Linked DNA regions of Arachis hypogaea: region 1 is linked to region 2. The links are chromatin contacts, called in public Hi-C maps. All regions are on one chromosome and are shown on one strand. Each heading gives the region's core, a stretch centred on a gene start, on an enhancer-like site or on the middle of the called end of the contact. The rest is flanking DNA. Distances are from core to core; before and after follow the strand shown.

Evidence for each region. Hi-C and Micro-C count contacts between places; a contact is called where the count stands out from the background.
Region 1: a contact with region 2 is called in a Hi-C map of an unstated tissue, with 1.9 times the contacts expected there. The contact joins the enhancer-like site here to the promoter of LOC112736423 in region 2. A contact is called at or near these places in 3 of 8 Hi-C or Micro-C datasets (leaf and an unstated tissue).

Annotation. Positions count from the first base shown.
Region 1 is chr2:8,548,720-8,554,518 of arahy.Tifrunner.gnm2.J5K5, forward strand. The region is part of intron 12 of LOC112736444; the gene reads right to left. Among protein-coding and RNA genes, the nearest start is that of LOC140177807, 48 kb to the left of the region's middle. Within about 2 kb of position 2,687, at least 1 of the 3 cell types and tissues checked has open chromatin away from gene starts, as enhancers often do.
Region 2 is chr2:8,494,137-8,499,397 of arahy.Tifrunner.gnm2.J5K5, forward strand. LOC112736423 reads right to left here and starts at 1,899. Exons shown (of 11, transcript XM_029291276.2): 1 at 1,677-1,899.

The sequences.
Region 1 (5,799 bases), core at 1,437-3,936, 55 kb after region 2:
AACTGCTTCTTACTGCGTTATTCAGATCACCATGCCAAGGGTCTTCATCTATTTCCCCTTGCAAGAACTTGGGCAGCACGTCACCATGAGAGAAAGTCTTCATCTTATTACACTTAGTCACCGTGAAGGAAACATAGTAGATACTCGAGAAATACAAAGTTGAATTCCCCGTGTAAAAGCTTTCAAGTTGTGGTAACTCGTTGAGCGACAAAGTATAGAGATTACTGAATAATATCAAATCATCTGGTGTTTCTCCCTCTTCATGAGCCACTACTGTCTCCAATGATTTACACTTGGTAATGACCAATTCTCGCAGTGCACCCAAACTTTTGGCAGTTGAAGATGTGAACAAATATTTCAATCCTGCGCAATTCTCTACCCTCAGTACCCTGAGATAGAGGAAAGACACGACAGATGATGCTGCCAAGTTTGTCAACAAGTTGCATTCCGAAACCTTCAAGGTTTCTAGACTTTCAAGAAGAGGGGCCATCCAGGGGTGCTCAAACCCCATGGAATTGAGCTTGTGTAGATTGGTAATCTCCAAATAATTGAGCTGCGAGAGCATTTTGGAATAATCCATGTCAGGCCTCTTTGGGCGGAAGATATATTTAAAGGCGCAATCTAGCAGCTGAAACTCCTTTAATTTCGGTAGTGACATCTTGGAGAGGAAAACATCTGGAAATTCATCTGTCTCATCATCATTGAAGTTATTCAGTCCCAAGTAATTCAAGTTTTGGAGGTCCACATGAAGTAGTCCTTTCTCAATCATTGTAACATCTTCCTTACTCAGCTCTAGTTCCTCAAAATTGGAGGTAGTAACCTAGGATGTGAAATCATTAACAAATTAAATAAAAATAACGTACCTGGGAATCTTTCTTAAATATAAAACAAGAAGATTTTTTTGGTGAAGAGTAGGATTCCATGAAGAGTGAAGATTTTTATTAAATTTAGACAAAATTAAACCAATTTAAAAACTTTTTGAAAATGTGGTATATTATAAGTGAGAAATGGATGGAGGAAGTTATATATCTATTTTATATTAATGAAATGAGATTGAATTTTTTTTAAAGATGTCTTTTATTTTATGAATCCAACCAGTCATTTATCTATTTATTAGTAATATATTAAAAGTTAATATAGAGCTAAAAATAGTCTTTATATTTATTGTTAGCTTTCTAAGTTTCTATCATAATATTAATAAAAATAAGCTAATTCACACAACTTGAGTATAATCTTTTATCTTTGTCTCATGCCATAAGATTTTTATTGGATTTTCATTATATTTTTATCTTCTAGAATAACTTATCTTTATATAATGTTATAGCATTTTTTTTAACCTTAACTTTTCATATATTCTCTTATCTTTTATTTTTATTTAGGTTACATTATTGTTTTCAATGTTAATTTTAATTTTTTAATAGGTATAAATCTAATTAAAATCTAATTCTTTTTCTTCTCCTTTCATATTCATCACTCATTCTTATATTTATTGTATAAATCAATATTCACTTCACACATTTTCTTTATTTCTTCTCATATAATCTCATACCTCTTTCTATTTCTCCATCTCCTTCTCCCTCTTCATTCTTACTAATTTTTTGCATAATTGGAATTTGGTTGATGGCTATAATTTTTATTTTATTTTTTAATTTGATAAATATGTGCATTAGGTGATTGTATGATTGTATTCATTAATTTATTTATTTCTTTGTGTAATTATATTCATGAGTTATATAGTATTATTGTCGCCTATATATCAATTTTTTATTTTTTAATAATTTATTTTTTTTAATATCATTTAATTATAATATTGTTTAAAATACATGTTATCGTGATTCATAAAAAATAAAATTAAAAAATTAATGAATGTCAATTTTAATGATCAAAATATTAATAATATTCATACTTATATTTTATCTATTAGTTTTATTATTGTACCATAATATTTAAATAGAACCTATAAAAAAAAACACAAAAGTAACTCTTAAAAAAATATATATGAAATTAGCTGAATAAACTTCAACAGAATATTTTAATTACTTATAGTCTAATTTATGTATAATTTTATTTTTTATAATTATTAAATTTTGAATTAATTTTTTATTTCAAATTTTCATTTATCATCAACAGTTATAAAATTTAATTAAGTTTGATATGCTACTAAAAAATATCTAAACTTCTTAATTAATTAAATTTAATTCATATTATTATTCAATTGAATTACAAAGTAATGGTTAAGCACAATTATTATCTAAACTAAAACAGTATTTTTTTGTATTTTTGTTGAAAAATAATATTATTAAATTATATATAAATTTTCAAAATAAATAGCTATATTGTACAATATTTTTTACAAATTAATTTTTAAGTTTAATATTAGTTTACATATGATCTAATATATCCCTAAGCAATATATATAGCATTTTAAATTTATAGAGTAAGTATTGTTTTGGTCTCTAACGTTGAGGGTCAGAATCGAAACCGCCCCCGACGTAATTTTTTATTTAAAATCATCCTTAACGTGTTTTTCCGTATTAAAATCGTCATTTTTAATAAAATTTTAAATTTTATTCCAACACTACCCCTATTTTAATAATAAAAAAAAACGCGTTTTGGGGGGAGGGGGCAAAGGAAACGCGTTGGGGGTGGGGGGAAAGGAAACGCGGGAGGGAGGGGAGGAGGCCATTGCCATAGCCACCACCACCATCCGACACCTGTATCGTCGCCGGTCCGCCCATGAGCCGTCGCCAGAACCACGAACAGAGGAAGACGTCGCCGCCTTCCCTTCATGCATGCTTCTGCCGCCACCGTGGAGTGCGTCGCCGGAAAGGGAGCCCGAGCTGCCGATCTACCCAGCCGTGGAGTGCGTCGCCGCCGTTCATACATGCTCCTGCCACCGCCGATCTACCCAACTGCCGTCGCTCCGTCGCCCACGAGCTGCCGGTGGTCCTGCTTCGCCTTCTGCATCTGCTTCTTTGTGCTTTGAATTTCTGATTTGATTTTGTTCTTCTCTGTTGATTTGGCTTTGTGCTTGAATTTTCAGCTTCTACTTCTCTTTGTTGTTGAATTTTTTGCTTTGTGCTGAGTTTCTACTTCTACTTCTCCATTGTTGAATTTGTGCTTCTTCTTCTCTTTCTTGTTGAGTTTTATGCTTTCTGTTTCTGCTTGTGTTGATTTAGTTTTTGGATTTGCCGAATTTGTGTTGATTTATTGATTTGTTGCTTTCTGTTTCTGCTTATGTTGAATTTGTGTTGATTTGTTGATTTTCTGCTTCTCTGTTGATGTTGTTATTCTTGGAAGTGGAGGTGGAGGTGTTGGTGGAGGTGTTGGTGCCGGTGCCGGTGGTAGAGGTAAAGGTGCCAGTAGTGGTGAAGGATATTTTTGTCCGGAAAAATTTAAAAGGACAATTTTAATATGAAAAAAATGTTAAGGATGATTCTAAATAAAAAATGACGTCGGGGACGGTTTTGATTCTGACTCTCAACGTTAGGGACCAAAACAATACTTACCCCTAAATTTATACTATATAATATACTAAATTTAGCTCTTTTAAATAAATTTAGGGTTTATTTGGGTAAACTTCTAAGAAAATATCTTTTTTCAAAAGATCTTATAGAAAAGTAAAAGTAATTTTATGTTTGGATATCTTATACAAAAAAATCTCTTTATTTATCAATGGTTTAATTACTCTATTGGTCCCTATAATTTCACAAAATTTTCAATTAAGTCTCTATATTTTTTTTCTTTTAATTGAGTCCCTGCACCAATTTATTTTTTCAATTAGGTCCCTCTTAACAGTAATTAGCTTAATTGTATAGGGATCTAATTAAAAGAAAAAAAATTGGTGCAAGGACCTAAATAAAAAGAAAAAAAAGTATAGGGACCCAATTAAAAAAAAGATTTGGTATAATGACTCAATTAAAAAGAAAAAAAGTATAAGAACCTAATTAAAAATTTTACGAAATTATAGGGACCAACATAATAATTAAACCTTTATCAATTATGTTTGGGTATAATCATATAAAAGTATTTTTTTGTTTATTTATTACGTGAAAATATCCTTTTTTTTAAATATTTTAAAAAAGATGTAAATTATAGCTTCTCAAAAAAATATTTTTATTTTTTTATTATTTTAATACTTTTAATTTTACTATTAAAAATTTACTAAACACGTTAAAAAAAAGATATTTTTTTATCAATTTAATAGCATCTAAATAAATACTTAATCTAGTTACTTTTTAATTAAAAAATAACAATGCTGCTCTATGTATAAGCGTTTTTAATTTTTAATAATAAGTCTAACTAAATTAATATAAACCGATAAAGAAAAAATAAATGCATCTATCACGTAGTTTTTTTTTTATCTCTGAGCTTCTTTAGTATTAAAAATTTTGCACATAGCATATAAATCTATGGATATAATACAAAAATTATTACACACAACACAAAAATTTATTGATATAACATAATTTTTGTTTATGTTATGTACTAATTTTTTTATATTGTACACTAAAATTTTTATGTTGAATATCAAAATTTTTTTGCTAAACATATATAAGAAAAGAAAAAATAGCAGTCATAATACTTATGTACATACGTTCTAAGAAAAAACATGCTTAGTTAAAGACTTAAATAAAAAAAAACTTGGACGTATAGCTTTATTAAATCTTAGTTGGTAAAGTTTTGACTTTTTAAAAGTAGTTGATAAAAGTTAACTTTTAAAAGTTGACTTTTTAAAAGTTGTAACATTTATGTTCGGTAAATCAAATCAAAAATAGTTTTTAATAAACAAAAGCAACATCAATTGAGTTTGGTAAAATAGTTTTTAAAATTTAAAAATACTATAATAAACATAAATATAAACATTAAATTTGAAAATTAGTTAACATATGAGGGTTATATTAGACTTTTAAATTTTGAAAAGTACAAGCCAATTTTGAAAAGCTCTATCTTAGGTATTTTCGAAAGTACTCTGATCTTTTAGAGAGTCATTTAGATAAAGATGACAAAAATATCTTTTTTTAAAGATATTTTTTAGAAATTAAAATTTAGCATATATAATCAATTAAATTATATTATTTTTATTAAAATTAGACCTAACAAATCAGTTTAGCAAAAAATTAATAAATTAAATTTTAAACTGATATAAATTAATATTTTTTATAAAAAGTTATTACAATATCCCTATTATAAACCACAACTAAAATATTCCTATTATATATATATATATATATATATATATATATATATATATATATATATATATATATATATATATTGAAAGCTTTAAATTCTAATCCGATAACAATAGAGAAGAAAAGGGTTAGAATTTAGGATCTTCAAAATTAATATATATAAATAAAAAAGAGTATTTTAGTCAATTTATATAATAGGGGTATTATAGTAATTTTTTATAAAAAATAATATTAATTTAAATCGATTCAAAATTTGATTCACTATTTTTCGGTTAAATTAATTTGTCTGAACCAATTTTGACAAAATAAACACAATTTAAACGATTATATGTGTTAAATTTTAATAATTAAAAAATATCTTTAAAAAAAGACGTTTATCCGTCTTTATAGGAGCATTTCCCGATCTTTTTAAAAACTGCAAGTACAAGTATTGAAGCATATGATTTTTTTTATTTACCAAATACAAAATAAAAAACTTGAACTTTTAAAAAATACAAGCACCTCTTCAAAAAAAATTTACCAAACCAAATTTAAAAGAATAATGATAAGGCCCGCATTTTTAGCGTAAAAAGTGAGAGAATTGGGTAGTAGTGGTTAAAAATAA
Region 2 (5,261 bases), core at 649-3,148:
TATAATTTTTATATTAAAAATATCCAAATTTATTCTTATAATTATGTTTATTGTAGCTTTTTAAATTTTAAAATTATTTTACTATAAATACAATTATTGTTAATTATATTTATCAAAAATTAATTTTATTTTTCAGTTTAATTTTACTAAATATAATTACTTCAATTTTTAAAAAATCATATTTAAAAAGATAATTTTAATAAATTATTTTCAAAAAATAAAAACTTCACAAAATTATACCTATATGTTTTAGTTAATTTATATTTTTAAATATTTTTTATACATAATAATTCTTTTTTTTATACATGTATTTACTTACTCTCATTATCACATACAGATAAACCCAGTTATTTATAGTGATTGAACTAGGGTGTGCATGGCCCGGTCCGGTCCCAAGCATTTTAGGATCTAATTTGGTGTGATTTAATCGAGTCTAGGGTCGGGTAAGGGTCTCAAAAATAGACCCGGTCATTTTACACAATTAATATTTTGTATTATTAGTGATTGATGATGGCTATTCTTACGTGGAATTTAAGTATTGTAAACCTTAATATTTTGTGTTATTAATTATTATAAGACTATAAGTTAATATTTTTATGTTTAAAATGTATAAGATTTTAGACTAATGCATAATGTTGTGTTATTTGTATTGATTTAAATATTTGGTGTTATTATACAATATTAGTATTGATTATGATTATGCTTTAATTTTAGAGAAGAGTCGGTTCTTATTTTTCTTAGTGAATTTTACCATGTCAAATAATAGTTGGAGTCTTGAAAATTTGGATATTTTCACATGCTAACTTATAAGAAGGTATCAAGATAATGTAATGTTAATGGCCCGGTTTTCACCCGATTTTTACCCAGTATAATTGTGGTCCGAAATTGTATAGGTTTCATCGGGTCTAGGGCCAGGTTCGGGTCTAATAAATAGGCCCGGTATATATTTCAGACCAGATCTGAATCACATCAAACCCGATTTCACCCGGCCGATACACACTCCTAGATTGAACCTTGTGTGACTCTTTAGGAGAATTAACTTTGCTACTAGTACACATACCTCAACAACCCTAAATAAATCACATTATATTTAGGTTGTGTTTAGACTTTAGAACAAAAATTGAGACTAAATTAAGTTTTTATATTGTATTTAGTATAAAATATACTGAATTAAATTGTGTTTAAATATCATATTTAATTTAAGATAAATATAAGGATGAAGATAAATTAAAGTTTGAAAAGTTAAATAAAAATATATTTAAAAAGAAATATTATTAAAATTTTAATCTCCAGTTCCAAAAATTTCAATCCTTTGACTCCCTTCTATTTCCACTTTCCATAGATAATAAAGAGAATAAAATTTTGTATTCCAATATTAAAATTTTACTTCTAATTTCTAATAACTGAATACAATATTAGTCTCTATCTTTTTGTCTCAATTTCATTATCTGAAAATATATACTATTTTAAAATTTTGTTGATAAACATCTTTTTAAAGATCCAACATTAGAGACATCATTAACAAAAAAAAAGGTGAGAAATTTAATTTTCCAATAACAATAAATGTATAAAGAGTTTTAGTTAAAAAGTGTATCAAGAAAAAAAATTATAAAATTGTTACATTACAAGCATAGAAAGAAACTGCATAATAAGTATTTTATAGTGAGCAAACAAACCTCCGATTCGAGTAGTAGTTTGGATCAAGCTTTGATGAGTCGTTGCTTGACCTTTACAAGAATATAGAACAAACAAGAAGCTGTAATATGCTCTGATTGATGCAAACGGAGGCTTTTCTACTCTCTATCTTAATCTTTTTTTTTTTCTTGGGGTGGCCAGGGGGGTGGGTGGTTTGAGTGGAAGACCAGAATATTGAGATTGCTCTGAAAATAATGAAGCTTCAGAGGGAGATTACCAAGTGGTACATAATATATAGCATCCAAAGCAGTAAAATATGCTCTATTAATTATTAATCTTTATGGTTAAATTGTGGATCTGTATATTTACCTTGAGACAAGATACTGGACATTGAGATATAAAATTGTATTTGAATATAAATAGAAATATTGTGTTTAAAAATACTGAAGTATTTTGTATTTATCTTAATAGAAAAGACATAAAAAAATTAACAAGAGACATAATTTATTTTTTATTTTTTTATTATTTTTGTTAACTTTTTTATAATAATATTTTTTAATTTTTTGAATAAAAAATAAAAATAAATTAAATTTTCATAATTTATTCTATTTTATCGTCAAATAAAATATAAAAATATTAAATTTTATGTTTTTATTATTTATATTTTTTTTCACTATTTTATTTTATCTTTGAAAAAAACAATTGCAGTGTATGTGGCTGTGGGGGTTGTGCATTTGTTAAGTATCAATAATATGTTATATCAATATTTAACAGTGGATATGGTAAAGATTAAAAACCGGTAGGGGTTTCTTTTAGGAATCAATATTAGTACCCTTCATTATCATTATTATTTTATAAGAAAAAATTTTATGTGTTCATAAAAAATTAATCACCAAATTAATTATATATATTTGTATATAATATATAGTGTTCATATATTTTTGAATTAAATAATTATCTACCAAAATAATTAAATTTATTATAATAAAATAAATAATCAAACATGTCATAGGAGAATAATTAATTTTTTTACAGTGGGATAATAAAAATATTTTATAAAACACCAAATATATATATTTTTATACCATAATAATTTCGTATACATACACGTATCATAAATATGCAACTATCACTAATCTAATAATTAACTCGGGGTTTTATTCCATAAGTTTTAACGAAACTTTGTTTCAGCCAGGCCATATGCGGTGGCTAATTTTTTTAGCCATGAAGATTTAGTATGTGTTATGCATAGTTATGAATTTTAGCGTATTTTTTTATAAATATAGAAATAACACTTTTTTTTTAATTTAAAATTTGTAAAATTGGAAGTTTAGTATTGTCTGCAATACAAAGTTTAGAATTCCATTGGTGATGTGATAAAAATGATGAATAAATAGAAGGTTTAATTTTGTTTGATACAAAATTTAGGGTTTAATTTGTACATTTAAATACAAATTTAATTTTTAAATTTATATTTTTTTTAAGAAAAATTAAAAATTACAAATCTAACTTTTAAATTTATACTCTTCACATAAAAAATACATCAAATCTCCATATTATATTTTGAGTTAATAGTCAAATTCGTCATTGAAAGATCACTAATTTTTTAAATTAGTCCTCAAATTATTTTTTTAGCCATATTAGTTCTTAAAAGATAAAACTTAAGTCAAATTAATCCTTCTTTTAGTTAGATGATGACGTGTCATGTTAAATGTCACATGTCACTTGATATGTAAAAAAGTTATTTATAATCAAAATAGTCCTTGAAAGTTCAAATATAAATCATTTTCATCCCTAACTTTTAAAAATTAATCAAATTAATCTTTATATATATATATATATATTATTTTTTTATAATATTAAATTTAAAATCTTTTTTGATAGTACTAATTTTAATATTATTTTTAGACCTTAATAAACAAAATTCTCTTTATATAAAATAATAAAAATAATTAAATAATTATAAAATTATTTTGTCATTTGTATTTTAAAGTTTTACATTCAAATTGTAAGTTTTTTTATAGTAATTTTTTTTTATTTAAATGAATTATTAAATTATTGTTGATCATATATTTAAAAAATTTAATATTTTAAATCTTATTAAATAATATATTAATTATTTTAAAATTTAATTTTTTTAAATTTTTTAAAATTATAATTTATATTATTGTTTAATTTATATGACAAAACTCAATAATTAAAAAATCGATTGATGGGATCACTTGATAAATACAAAACTCAACAATTATTATAAGCTAACATTATTAATTTCAGTATTTCTTATACGTTGAGTTTGTATCTTTTGCACAATTCCACGAGAAATAATATTCATAACTCATAAGCCAACATTATTAATTTCAGTCTATTTATTTTAAAATTATTTCTTTAGCCAACTTTGCTCTTTTGTCACTCTAAACTCTTCCCTCTCATTTTATTGTAAAAAATATTGTACTTAAATTTTTTTATTAGCAAATTATCGACTATTAGTTCCATTATTGGTATGGCATTTTTTTCCGAAACGCGAGTTTTAAACTAAAGTTTTCGAATAAAATAAGTTGTTAATTAGTGTTGTTTACAGTGTGACGACGCTCCAATAAAAATTATACTATATATGTCAATTGCCAGTGTTATTATTATCTAATAGACTAATACTAGTTTTTTTTTTTTTTTGACGTGGTGTTGCTCCTGCCTGGAAGCTTTGGACATATTTGGTGTCTTGTGTGCGTTTGCAAAAAGTGACATATATCTTTGGTTGATTATGTTAAGTGTATACTAAAATTAATTATTAATATAAAATATATATTAAAATATAAATATACGTTAAAAATAAATTAAATTATACATATTTATACATAAATATATTATAACTAATTTTAATAATTAATTTTAGTCTACCAATAACTTTTTATTTTTTTTCAATTTCTTCTCCATTTGGATTTTACCTGAAACGACTCTCAAGTCATCTTACAAAATTAGTTTAGTCTATTTTTATGTAATGCAAGTTGTGGGTTTTGAAAATGATGCTTAAAACAAGGGTAAAGGGCTAGAAACACCAAGTCTTGATTTATATTAATATTCTATTCAATATCATATGTTTTATAATATATATTTTTTAATTCTTATTCACAATTCACCCGATTGATTAGTCAATAAAGATTCCTGTACATCCACCTAGTCCCCTACCATGGTTTGCCTAATCAATAAAATTTCACCCCTTTTCTTTAACACCAAACCATTAAAGAATGTACCACATGCTTCACGTTATATCGGGCTCAGTGACATTTATAAATGCATGAAAAAAAAATTGCAGGGAAAACAAGGGATATAAACGAGTACGGATAATCCGAAAACCTGATCAATATCGACTCGATCCGAGTTAATTCGTAATTGATCAATAACTTCTACATGTTTGTCAACCATATAAACTCGTGATAATTCTTTTCACTTCAACTCTGCACTTTAGTAGCGCCAACTCTTCCGCAAATATCGTCGTCGCAAAACAATGATATACAGAGGGGGTTTAGAATTTGAATAAAAGTCTTAGGACAGAACTTGAGAGAAAAGAGAGTAGACAAGAGGTTTTAGAGATGGTTACGAGAGTTAGTAAAGGAAAGTAACATTTGAAT